Linked DNA regions of Hordeum vulgare: region 2 is linked to region 1. Evidence: chromatin contacts called from public Hi-C data. All regions are on one chromosome and are shown on one strand. The core of a region is the stretch at or near the end of the contact, and the rest is flanking DNA. Distances in the headings are between cores, read along the strand shown. Region 1 holds the start of LOC123442623 (protein NRT1/ PTR FAMILY 8.2-like). Region 2 holds the start of LOC123442625 (GTP-binding protein YPTM2-like).

Region 1 (2,975 bases), core at 284-2,783:
TTGTATGATGAATTATAAACCAAGACGGAGTGAGTACTCCTAGCAGCAAGCACCTGCAACTCCGTTGAGAGCAAGTACAATAAGGTACAGTCAGCAGGCTGTAAGGATTAAAATACTATATTTTTGTTAAGTTGGATGAGAGAGAAGAGGAGAGAGAAGGGAAGCGGACTCTTCGTGAAGAGCCAGCTCTAGCACGTGCTCCTAGGTGTTTTGTGAGAATGAAACGTGGACCATATATAATAAAAGTAGTACTCTTTTATAGCTAACTATTGTACAACCTAGCTGTAAGGTGGGCTATAAGACTGCTTATAGCCAGCAGTTGGCTATACTATTAACCATGCTCTGATGGGTCTTGACGGGAATCTTTGGATCAAACCAGCCGATTAATTAGTAGAAGGAGTAGCAATAATGCTTTGAAACACGCAATCACTTGGGGATCCTCTTCCGCGTGGCAATTAATTACTACTCCTGGTAGTAGTACTATGACGGAGTAGTATTTGCCGGCGACGCACATACGCACGCACGCACGCACGCGGGAGAGGTGTGCCAGCCGCACGTGAGGAAGACGGCCGTGCCGGCTGACCGGAGTTTTGTCAGGGTTGAACAGCACGGCTGAGGTATCTGAATCTGAACCCGAATCTGCATCCATTACGTTACGTACCTTGGCCAGAAGCGGCGGGCGTGTCCCTCCCCGCCCGGCCTGGCAGTCTGTGTGCGCAAGCGCAACGATGTGTGTGTGTGACTGTGGGCGAGCCACCTTTGGATTTGGATTTGGATTTTGAGGCTCCTGCTCCGGCCCGACCGCTACTTATAGCCGGAGACGACGACGTGCTCCGCTGGGTCGTTCGCTGCCTGCCTGGTTTCCCACCGCGACAACGACACACGGTGGCATGGGGGTTAATGCTTCCTGGCTATGCGTAACATGGAATGGACCCCCAAGGTCCAAAAACAACCTGATTGCACATCGCGTCTTCACATGACACTTGATTAACATATACTCACGGAGGGAGTACTTCCTACGTTTTTTGAAAGTTTTATTAAGAGACTACATACGAAGCAAAATAAATGAACATATACTTTAAAGTATACATCGGTATGTAGTCTTTTAATGAAAACTCTACTATAGTACGTATCTCAAAGCTACTAATTGTTACTACTAGTTTGATTGGAATGATCAATACAGTACTGCTCATACGTGCCCCGCGGTAATGAATTATGCATCTCTAACCGAATGATAGTCTGAAATCTTAGGACCGAGAACACAGCCATTAATTCAGAGATGGATGTGCCCCAGCCACGCAGTGTTGGAGGGGGGTACCTCTGTTGGTCGATGCTCGGTGGGCGGCGGCGGCCGGCGTGGCCCTCGGCTGGCCGGGGATCGGTGGAGCCCGGTCGGAGGGGACCTCCGGGCGCCTCAGTCGTCGCCACGCCCGCGCGATTCCCTCTGGTCTGGTCCGAGGCCCTGAGCTCCACCTCCCTCGGTCTCGGTCTCTGTCTCTGTGTGAGGATGGGTGTGAGCCGCAGCCACCTTTGGATTTGGAGGCTCCTGCTTTGACCAGCCCGGTATTTATAGACAGAGCGTCTCGACACTTGCCCAACCAACCAAACTGGCATAAGGAAAAAAAGAAAGGGGGAGCATGCATACCGCATTTTTAATAACTCTGGAAATGAGATGACAGCCGGCCGGCGATACCAGACCACCGGTAAAGTGAACGCGCAGCTCGCTCGGTTCCGGTTCGGTTCGGTTCCGCATGGTTTGATTGATTGGTAGCGTATACGCGCTACTATTACGCCTACTGTACTACTCCCTGTGTTTCATAATATTTGTTGTTGGGGAGAACTAACCTAAACTAGTTCCCCCAACAACAAATATTGTGGTACAGAGAGAGTAGTAGTAAGATGCTGACACACGGGAGTAGTATAAATGAGACGGAGGGTTTTTTCACTTTTCTGATTCACGGGACGTAAAATAATCACAGAACGAACTCGTTTCGAAACATTTTCATGTTTTGACCCTTTCTTAAAACGTCATAAACCGTGACGTTGCAGCTTTTCATAGAAACGCCACTCTATTGTGATGTTGTTGGCCATGTGCGCAACGCCAGTCTACTGTGGCATTGCAGGCCTTATGTGTAACGTCAAGCGCACTCGCGTTTCTGGGCTTTATATCTGCCCACCCCGACCCCCTCGCCCACCAACCACCATTTCTCCTCTTCTCTTGTTCTTCCTTTGACAAAAAAGCTCTCCCTCCTCCTCAAGATCCCCCCCTTCGATCTTCCTCCTCCCTCAACCTTTTTGTTGGTTTTTTGGGGCAACTCTTTGTGATGTTTCTACTTTATATGGGCTATGTGATGTTTGTATTCTTTGTTCTTAGTTGCTTTAAACCAGAACCCGCGTAATGTAGTTTGTATATGGGCTATGTGATGTTTTTACTAGGAAAATGCATAGTTGCAAAATCATGTATGTGAAACGCCAGCCACCTTGGCGTTGCAGCCCACCGCAGAAACGCCAGCCTTCTTGGCGTTCCTTTAAACCAGAAACAACCAACTATGGTCTTCGGCAGCGTTGTCATAGGGCATAGAAACGTCGGGGTGTCCTGGCGGTGCGGCCTATCTCAGAAACGCCAGAGGCCTCGGCATTTCTTTAGACCATAACCTGTCAATTGCGTTCTTCTCCACAACAGCCGGACTAGCATCCTTTGGACACCTGCGAAAATGTCTGTGTATCCAAGAGAACAACACACCGGATGGCCTAGGATCCTTCCTAGTTTCATCAGTCCATTGCTCGGGTTCAACACCAACCAATGCTGCAACCCGTTGTCGCCACCCATCTGACCTTACCTTCCCTGTAAGAGCCCTGCCCTCGATAGGAAGCCCGGTGATCATAGCAATATCCTCCAAGGTTATGCTCATCTCACCAAGAGGAAGGTGAAAAGAGTGCGTCTCCGGCCTCCAACGGTCCGTAAGGGCGGTAAG
Region 2 (2,809 bases), core at 73-2,572, 230 kb before region 1:
TGTGCACTACAAATAAAGTTTGCACCAAAAATAATATTTAAGAAGTATTCAACAGCTAAAAATAACATCCTATTTAGATTCTACATATTTTTTTAATCAAATTTCATATATAACATGTTAAAATCGGAGTTACGGTTTAAAAGATATGAATACTTTTGTTTTAGATAAAATGTGGATTGATTAACTGAAAAGTTGGGGTTAAAACAAAAGAAAAACGTTTTGACTGACTTAAAAACGGAGGGCGGGTTAATTACCTGAAACATCAGGGGGTTTTCTGAGAAAAGCAAAAAACGATTCGTTTTCTGACTTAAATCCGGACTGCGGGTTGATTACGTGAAATATCAGGGGGTTTTCTGAAACATTTAAAAAAAAAACGATTCGTTTTTCTGACGTAAAACAAGACTGCGGGTTGATTTCAGCAAACATCAGGGGCTTTTCTGCAAAATAGCCACTACGGACGACAGAAGCCTTAGACGCTTTATTATTATTAGAGAGAGATAGCAAAAGGGCCCAAGCGTTGCAACGGGAGAAAGAAATACCACATGACACACGCTCTTAATTATAAAAAATGTCTATAATTTGAGAATTTATAGTTACGATACAAATAAGGATGGTCTTATCCTACAAAAATGCAGTTCAAAATTTCGCAGGTCTTCTATTTTAACACGGCTTGCATGTAGATTTAATACATACAAAGAATCAATCAAATGACCTTCAGTTTCATCTCTAATCCTGATTTTGTTGACGTGTTCATCCCCAACCCGGATGAGTACCGGTATGAAAGAAAGACGTATAATGACTTATTTATTAAGATTGCACCCTAGATAATATTTTTATTAAACGTTTAACAGATAAAGTAATATCATATTTAAATTCTACATATTTTTCTAATCAAATTCCATGTACAATATGTTAAATTTGAAGTTACGGTTTAAAAGATATGAATATTTAAAAATATATTTAATATATATACTACGAGTTTAATATCATAAACAGTAAGGGTTTTTTTGTAAAATCACATCGATGGGTTTTGCGACGGAAGCGATAACCTTTTTATTATTAGGTAAAGATAAAGATTATAGATATAGATTAGGTAAAGATTTATAATGGGCTCAATTGTATTTATATATTAGAAAAACGCTGACAAAATATGCGATGGTGAGGAAGGGTGCGGCGGCGTGCGAGAGCAGGAGGGCAGGGAGCGAACACACACGTGCACGCGCACGCGCACGCGCACGACCGACCACCGGGGCCCACCTGGCGGCGACACACCCGCCCGTAGACGGCCCGAGAATTCCCCACTTAGAAAAACAACCGTGAGATCAGATTCGGGCAGGGCCGCGGAGGAGTCGTCGTCGAGCTCGATCACCCACCCCCACCCCCACCCCCCGTCCCTCGCCGGCGCCCCGTAGAGCGGAGCGCCCCGCGTCAGGATCCCGACCCCGCCATGAATCCGGAGTAGTAAGTCGCCTCCCCTCGCCTTGCCTCTGTCCGAATGAATTTTGGGGGCCGGTGAGGCCGGGATCTCGGGGGATCTGGCCCCCCTTCGCTCTCGATCCCGGCGGTTCCGTTCCGGGTGCGGCGTGATCTCGGAGTCCACATCCGGCGGATTTCGACCCGATCCTTGGTTTTTGCCATGTTTCGGGGCGCCCCGTTTGGTCACGGGAAAAAAAACCTAGTAGGAAAAGCAGCGCTCGTGTAGCAGTAAGATTAATCTTCCGTCGCTGCGTCTCTACAGGAAAATCCCACAGGTTTCGTTTTCTCTCTCGATCGGCATAGCAGAGGCGACCGAGAGTAATTAGAGCTGCTGCCCTTCCCCAGCTCAAATCGCCGGCGGGGGGAGCCTAGGGAAAGGAAATCCACAGGGTTGTACTACTCTGTTTGGCTGTGGTTTAACCATCTTGTTGCTTTTCGTGCCACTGCCCGACTCCCGTGTTTGGTGGTTCGTTACAACTTACAAGTATGCTTGCTCTTATTAAACTTACTTTTATTAAGGGGTGACTGCGGTGGTAGGCGGGGCCTACCACCGAACTGAGAGCACTTCTCGTTGTTTTTGCGGATATGGCATTGCTGGTTAGCATGTTGGTAGTGTGACCCTGAGAAGCCGAGTGCATCCGTATGTACATTCCACAAGCACGATCAGATGCTTGCTCGATCCGGCCGGTGGTGGTGTTTTTCTACTGTGACGCTTCTGGGTTATAAACATCGACAAGTGTTTTACAGATAAGACACGAAGAGAGAATATGGATGTTGCTTCTGTACCTTATGAATGTACATCATCGTTGATGGTACCGCTCTCTTGGTTAGTTTTGTAGCTGCCGTTTAGCTTCACTATTTCATCTTAATTATGTGTTGACATTGGAATCTGTTACTTGTCTATTCAACTTCCTTCTTTCTTGTCTCTTGAGAGTAACTATTCAAATTTCCTAATGTGCACTCCAGTACTACAACTGAACCAAATTTACTGAATATTACTTTTATGGAATAACAAAATATCTGAATATGCATTGAGCCTCAAGATGTTGATTCTATCTATTTTTGGTATAGTTGTCCTAAACTTATTGCTCAATGTTCTAAGCATGGATATAACAACTATGCCTCATATCGGTACTATTGTCTTGTAAATGTTGCCATAACTTGTTTATGTCCTACAATAGATTTGATTGAGACTAATATCCTGTTACTTGACATGGCAGTGACTATCTCTTTAAGCTTTTGCTTATTGGAGACTCAGGTGTTGGCAAGTCATGCCTTCTCTTAAGATTTGCCGTAAGAATTCCTATCTAAAGCACGATTTGTTCACTATCTT

What was found. A called contact is a pair of places that touch in the nucleus more often than the background predicts.
Region 2: a contact with region 1 is called in a Hi-C map of seedling, with 1.8 times the contacts expected there. The contact joins the promoter of LOC123442625 here to the promoter of LOC123442623 in region 1. A contact is called at or near these places in 2 of 6 Hi-C or Micro-C datasets (leaf and seedling).

Annotation. Positions count from the first base shown.
Region 1 is chr3H:18,911,831-18,914,805 of MorexV3_pseudomolecules_assembly, reverse strand. LOC123442623 (protein NRT1/ PTR FAMILY 8.2-like) reads right to left here and starts at 1,533. Exons shown (of 3, transcript XM_045118716.1): 1 at 1,319-1,533.
Region 2 is chr3H:19,143,212-19,146,020 of MorexV3_pseudomolecules_assembly, reverse strand. It overlaps LOC123442625 (GTP-binding protein YPTM2-like), which reads left to right and starts at 1,322. Exons shown (of 8, transcript XM_045118719.1): 1 at 1,322-1,461; 2 at 2,697-2,769. The coding sequence starts at 1,448.